Regions from separate parts of the Ovis aries genome. Here region 2 is linked to region 1. Evidence: chromatin contacts called from public Hi-C data. All regions are on one chromosome and are shown on one strand. The core of a region is the stretch at or near the end of the contact, and the rest is flanking DNA. Distances in the headings are between cores, read along the strand shown. Region 1 overlaps TMPRSS6 (transmembrane serine protease 6). Region 2 holds the start of C1QTNF6 (C1q and TNF related 6).

What was found. Hi-C and Micro-C count contacts between places; a contact is called where the count stands out from the background.
Region 2: a Hi-C map of muscle shows a contact between it and region 1, with 2.7 times the contacts expected there. The contact joins the promoter of C1QTNF6 here to the enhancer-like site in region 1. A contact is called at or near these places in 6 of 16 Hi-C or Micro-C datasets (blood, hypothalamus, muscle and 2 more).

Annotation. Positions count from the first base shown.
Region 1 is chr3:181,128,643-181,131,752 of ARS-UI_Ramb_v3.0, forward strand. The region is part of intron 10 of TMPRSS6 (transmembrane serine protease 6); the gene reads right to left. Among named protein-coding and RNA genes, the nearest start is that of KCTD17, 27 kb to the left of the region's middle. Within about 2 kb of position 1,684, at least 9 of the 54 cell types and tissues checked have an H3K27ac peak or open chromatin away from gene starts, as enhancers often do.
Region 2 is chr3:181,243,695-181,246,804 of ARS-UI_Ramb_v3.0, forward strand. It overlaps C1QTNF6 (C1q and TNF related 6), which reads right to left and starts at 1,619. Exons shown (of 3, transcript XM_004006731.5): 1 at 1,499-1,619.

The DNA.
Region 1 (3,110 bases), core at 434-2,933:
TTTTCGTTTCTGGTTCTTACTGCAGTGCCTTCTGGGAGAGGGTTTAAATCCCCTGACTCTCCAATCCCTCTTCATCTATCAAATGCTGCCCCCACCCCCATACACCCTCTCCAAGGCGCGCCAAAAGTCTTAAGACTGTGGAGCCCACCTCTCATCTCAGCTACAGAGTGCTCGGGGTCTGAAGGCACCATTTTTTGCACTCATGCCTGCCTTGCTTTCTCTGAATGTGGGGAATTTTGCTTCTTGCCTCACACAGACAGTAAGCAGGGATCCGGTCAACCTTGCATATCAGCATCTCTAGCTGAACTCAAGGAGTTCAAGAAAGATTGGATGATGGACGGATAGAAGGGTGGGTAGATGGAAAGAAGGAAGGGTGGGTCGGTGTACTGATGGATGGATGGATGGATGGAAGGAAGGACTGACGGTAGATGAAGGATTGAAGGTGGGCGAGTGGATAGACGGATGAATAAACACACACAGATATTCCCTTCCCTCAACACAGGCTAAATGGGAAAGAGAGTCAGAGAAGGCGAGCACTGCAAAAGGGAGGTCAGCAGTGTCTCACGTGGCCAGAGCACTGGACCTGAAGCTGCAGAGCTGAGGCTGAGGCTGTGTGACCTTGGGTATCTCACCCAACCTCAGCAAGCTTCTGTTCCCATGTCTGTAGTAAGACGGGGTGCTAGCTCCCCGTAGGATGTTTTATGGTGTGAATGAGAAGGGATTTCTTTGAAAACTAGCTGCTGACGTCGTTGGGCTGTGAGCTCACTGAGGACAGTAGCTCCTCCTTCCACACTGCCGGCCCCCAGCAGTGCCCGGGGAGCCTCTGTGGCCACCCAGGGGCTCTGGAGACCAGAAGGGCTACCCCATATCTAGGCTCAGCCTGAGGGGCTCCAGCAGGCTTAAGGAGCCAGTGACTCTGCCTGTCGCCATCAGCGAAGTGGAAATGGTTGGGCAGATCACAAGAAAAGTGACATCACAGGGGAGGAAGCTGGCAGGAGGCAGGTTCCCGGAAAGGGGGAAGCCTGTGCTGTATTGACGCCCTGTCAGAGCTGGTTCTGTGAAACCCAGCCGCTGCTGGCCGGATCTCACGAGGTCAGCTCCTTCCCCCGCATCCAGGCCACTCAAAGGGCATGAGGCCTAGGCCAGGGAGAAACTGGGGAGGAAAGAGGGAGGTGGGAGGAAGGCAGTAAGGGCTCAGAGGAGGAAGGTGACATGCCCAAGGATGCCTCGCCAATGGAGGGAGCCCAGCCAGCCTCTCCTCATCACCATGCTGGCACTGAGGGGTGAGACCCCCTCTCCCCCAACCTACCCTCTGTCGCTCCTCGTCAGTGGCCATTCTGTGCATCCCCCTCCCTACAGATCCTGTGCCTGGAAATCTACACCCTTCCCCAGACCTCTCATGTCTCTGCCACCCACACAAGCAGATTTTCCAACAAATGCTTATTCAAAGAATTTCCCAGCAACTACATGGGCTGATGGTTATCAAAAAAGATCAGAACTAGAGGAAACGGTTTGCCCAGTGCTTGCAATCTGGAGGTACACTTCTGCCTCCCCTTTTGCACTCAGACGCGGGCAGGAGCCTAGGGGCAGGGGCCGCGAGTCTCTCCTAGGGACCCTGACCCTTACAAAGGTCTGCGAAGACAGAGCTGGGACTTCCCGGGTGGCTCTCAGATGTGGCGAGAGACAGAGCAGTGGTCAGTACCCTTAGAAGGGCGCCTCGCCCATGGGAGGGAACAGCTGACACGGCTGCCCCGAGGCTCTGAGGGGAGACTGCACAAGTGTGCGTGTGCACACTCTCACAGACACACGCTCACAGGCCCACACGCCCTCACGCATGCTCTGGATCTTACTGCTCAACCCTGTTTTCTCTAGTTATAAGCTGGGCGATTTTGTGGGAATGCCTTTGCTTCTCTGTGCCTCGGCCCCTCATAGGTCTATGAAGGAAGCGTGGGGCCAGCTCCCTCTCCAGGTTGCTGAGGATGAAGAAAACGGCACCCGAGCTCAGGGCCTGCCTGGTGCAGAGTCAGGAGCCAGTCCTGAATGTATGGTTGGTGCCTTCTTGAACTGGGCTTTATCCCAGCCTCCAGGAGCCAGCATCCTCTAGCCATCATTTCAGTTACTCTTCCCTGGATGAGAGGTCTGCTTCATGCCCATTTTTCAAATGGGCTACTTGAGGCTGAGAAAGGTGAGTCCTTGCCAAATAGAAGGAGGGGAGCCAGGACTTGAATCCTGCTTTCTTGTTTCAATAGCTAAACTCTTTCTACCTCTCCAGCCCAACTTGGAATGACATTTCATTAGGAACTAATAAACACAACTTACTGGGAGACATCTTTCTGATGGGTAAATAATAAAAAGTTACGGCCTTGGGCTGGCCTAACTCTTGTTTTATAGATAAGGAACAGGATGTACCCAGAGTTACATGCAAAACCAGGTGGACAGGCTTCCCTGAGCACATCCTTATCACCCCAGCCTCCCCTCTGTCGCTCCTTGTCAACGGCCAAGGTGGATGAGGCTTCAGAAGGGTGGGGGCGGGGGGTGGGAGCGCCAGGCCCTGTTGGGCTTCACCTCCCCACCCCACCTGCCACTTCAAGACAAAGAGACAAGGACAAGAGGCCAGGGACTTCCCTGGTGGTCCAGTGGTTAAGAACCTGCCTTCCAATGGAGAGGATGTGGGTTTGATCCCTGATCAAGGAACTAAGATCTCACGGGCCACAACAAGAGACGTCAGTGCGCCACAACTAGAGAAAGTCACAGGAAGACCCAGCACAGCCAAAAATAAATAAATAAAATTAATAATAAAAGGACAAGTCCTTAGTCCTCCCTTGGCCTCAGTTTTCCCACCTGTACAATGGGTAAAGATAGGGTTCAATGGCCAGCCCAGCCCACTTTTCTGTAGCTCAACGGTGCTTTGAGACACTAGGGTGGGTGAGACTCCTCCAATTTTGGTAGATTCTGCCACAGTGCCTGAAATTTCACCATTGCTGCATCATTCCTTCTGATGAAGACTCTCCCCATCTGTGGTCCCCCCTGGAAACCCAAGGGCAACTCATGAAGTCCTGCCACCTAGGGCCCCCACCTCTGCCCAACCCTCCTGGCTGCGTCAGGGAGGC
Region 2 (3,110 bases), core at 369-2,868, 110 kb after region 1:
ATTTGTGAGAAGCTGTCTTTGGCCTTGGCCAAGAAGGGATCCAGAGTTCCAGAAGAGGGGCAGAAGGTAGCCCGGACAGCAGTGACTGGAGACGAGCCAGGCTGGTGGGCAGGAAGCCAGGCAAAGAGCTTCTGAGGTGGTGGCAGTCTTTAGGGGCTGGCACACGTTATCGCAGGATCAGAAACTCGCTTTTTGAAACCAGACTGGTTTTTACACTTCTGGCGTTTCTTTGTTTATTTCCTTTTTGATCTCCTGTAACATTTAGTACAATTCAAAAATATTTTTCTGTGGTTAATACGGGTTGAGAGGTAAAATTATTATTATTTTTTTTAAATGCCCTTCTATCCTAACCTGAGCACTGAAGTAAGAGTTGGGTTTTAAAGGGGCAGGAGCACTCCCTGCACCAGCCTCCTCCCCTCCCCGCTCCCCAGAGCTGGGTCTAGCAGTGGGCAGCAGCCTCCAGAGTGGTCACCCTCTCCTGGAGGTGACCTTGTTCCCCACCCCCCACCCCCACCCTGTGCTGGTTTCCTGGTTCTGTTCAATAAGGCAGGTCAGGTCTTCAGGGAACAGCACCCACTCTGGCCAAGATTATCACCCTTACCTTTTATTTGTAAATTATAATACACATCCCATCAGTTTTGAGAAGAGCAGAACCCCCTCTTTCCTGGCCACAGATGTGAGACTTTAGAATCAGACCTGAGATTCCAGAATGGTTTGCAAGCTGTTGTGACCTAAGGCTAGTGGCTTAACCTCTCTGGGCTTCGTGCTCCTTAACATTTTACAAGGAGGAGACAACACCACCTCCCCACCAGCTTATTTGGGAGGATTTAAAAGCAGGAAAGTCACCTGTCTGGTAAAACACTCTTAATTAAACTTTTGTTCCTTTCTCTGCTGCCCAACATGACCTCTCCCCTAGTCCTGCATGGGACAGGAAGAGTAGAACTGTTCCCAGAGAACTGGCATGGTCTGGGGACATTTCTGTTAGGCCAGACAGCTGGGAGTCAAAATATCTGTGACACAGAACTGTGACCTGGGGCGGGGGGAGGGGGATGCAGGAAGCAGGAAGCAAAGCAGCCTTTAACAAAAGTAATAACCACAGCCGTGGTCACTGGCTGTCCCTGGGGGAGAGTGTCACGCAGGCATCAAGTGGAGGGGCCATGCCACGGGGGTGATTCGGGGGTCCCTGCTGCCTCCACTATGGAGCTGGGGCCTCTTCGGGGTCGAGGGAGAGTCAAGCCCTGCTGGAGCAGATTCAGTGCCCGTCCAGGCAGGAGTGGGCACAAGCCAGGAGCATCGGTGGAGGGCAGCCCTTCCCCAGCACCTCAGTCAGAGGAAGGGATGGGGAGGAGAGAGCCTAGAGGGGCTGGCCGGGGCCAGAGGGAGACAGCAGGGCCCCGAGATATGTCCAGGAAGAGAGGAGGAAGGAGAGGCATTCCAGGCTCTGACCCCAACCCCCTTGGCCCTGCTGGAGGAAGCTGCAGGACCTCCCATCACTCACTCAGTGTCCGACAGCCTCGTACAGTAGTTCATGGACCCCGGGCCTCCCGGCAGCCTCTGCTTCCTTGATCCATGTTTGTGATGATGATAATAACTTGTTGCCGGCCCAGACCCCCAGGTCTGGCGGGCTGGCCCAGGAGGGAGGAGGGATGGAGGCAGCGCGAGGAGGGAGGGAGGGAGGGCGGAGGGAGCAGGCTGGCTTCCCACTGGCCCTCCTCCCTGCTCCCTCCCTTCAGCCTCTAGGTTCTGCAGAGATGAAGGGAGCTGGTGGATTCCCTTTGCTTAACTCTTTGGTAGTCCTAGAGGGTCTTGTTTAATTCAGAGACCCTATACATTTCCAGCAGGAAGGGGTCTGAGGTTCCTGATGTGCAGGCTGGGAAATCAAGCCCCGGAAGGGGTAAGGGCAGGGGCCCCCTAAGTTGCTCAGAAAGGGGAAGGCTCCAACCTAAGCTGAAGGGCTCCTTAGTCCTGAGTCACCAAGGCAGGAGGCATACAGAGGGCATGGGCACCAGCCCAGCTGCCGCAGGTTCAAATCCTGGCTCAGGCACCCAATGGCCAGTCCTTTCCCCTCTCAGGCCCTGGTTTTCTGTAGAACTCCAGTCCCCAGCCTCATCCTCTGTGCCAGTCACAAGGGGAGGCTTAGTAAGTATTTGCTGAGTGATGGTCGCATCTTCTCGGGGATCAGCTAAGGGTGGCGACCAGGTCAGTAGCTCCACCTCCAATGGACACCGAAGTCCTACTCTGCCTGGAAATTTTGTCACGGGTATCCACTCTCCTGGTCTTCGAGAGCCATGGAAATAACTCTCAAGTTCGCAGGAGGGCAGTTTGTACAGAAGACCCCAGGGCCCCAGGAAGGGTCTTGCCTCTGCTTCCTTCTGGTTGGGCTGCAGGAGGCTTTGCAAAGGCTGCAGTCCTGGCTCCCTGGGCGAAGACCCCTGTACAAAGACTCTCTCACAGGTCTCTCGCCCTCCAGTCCCCTCTACATTTGTTGAGTACTTACTGCCTGTGCCAGCCTTCATCTTCAGAGGGGCTTTTGTCACCCAAAGGGTATTGACATCCATTATTTCTACTCTTCTTACCCCAGCCTTGGGAAAAGGAGCTAGTGGTGGAGCTGATGTGACTCACCAAGGGTCACACAGTTAGTGAAGAGGAACCACAACCCTACAGAATGGAAGGAGTTCCCACGATGACCCAACTGGGTACGGTTGTGTGCAAAGGCTGCAGTTCAGGGTCTGTCCCCTGGGCAGAGAGAGGTGGTGACATTGTGCCTCTCAGGTGGCACAAGAGTGAAGTGACCTAAGGGGGGTTTATTGAAGTCTGGGGCTTTGGGGGTTAATCCTCAGGCTCCACTCATAGCTGGGCAAAGTGTGAAGGAGGGAACAGTCCTGGCTGTGTGTTGTTGACCATCTCTTGTCTCTGAGCTTCTGTTTTTCTATTACTTCAGGGGGATAATCACACAGCAGAATACCCAGGCCTGGAAGGACCCTTAGGGGTGATCTAATCCAGTCCTTTATTCTGTCCAGCAGGGACACTGTGACGCAGGGACGGCAAGTCTTTGGCTCAAGGTCACACATCAGACTGGAGTCTAAGTTGGGAAGAGAGCCAGACTCTCC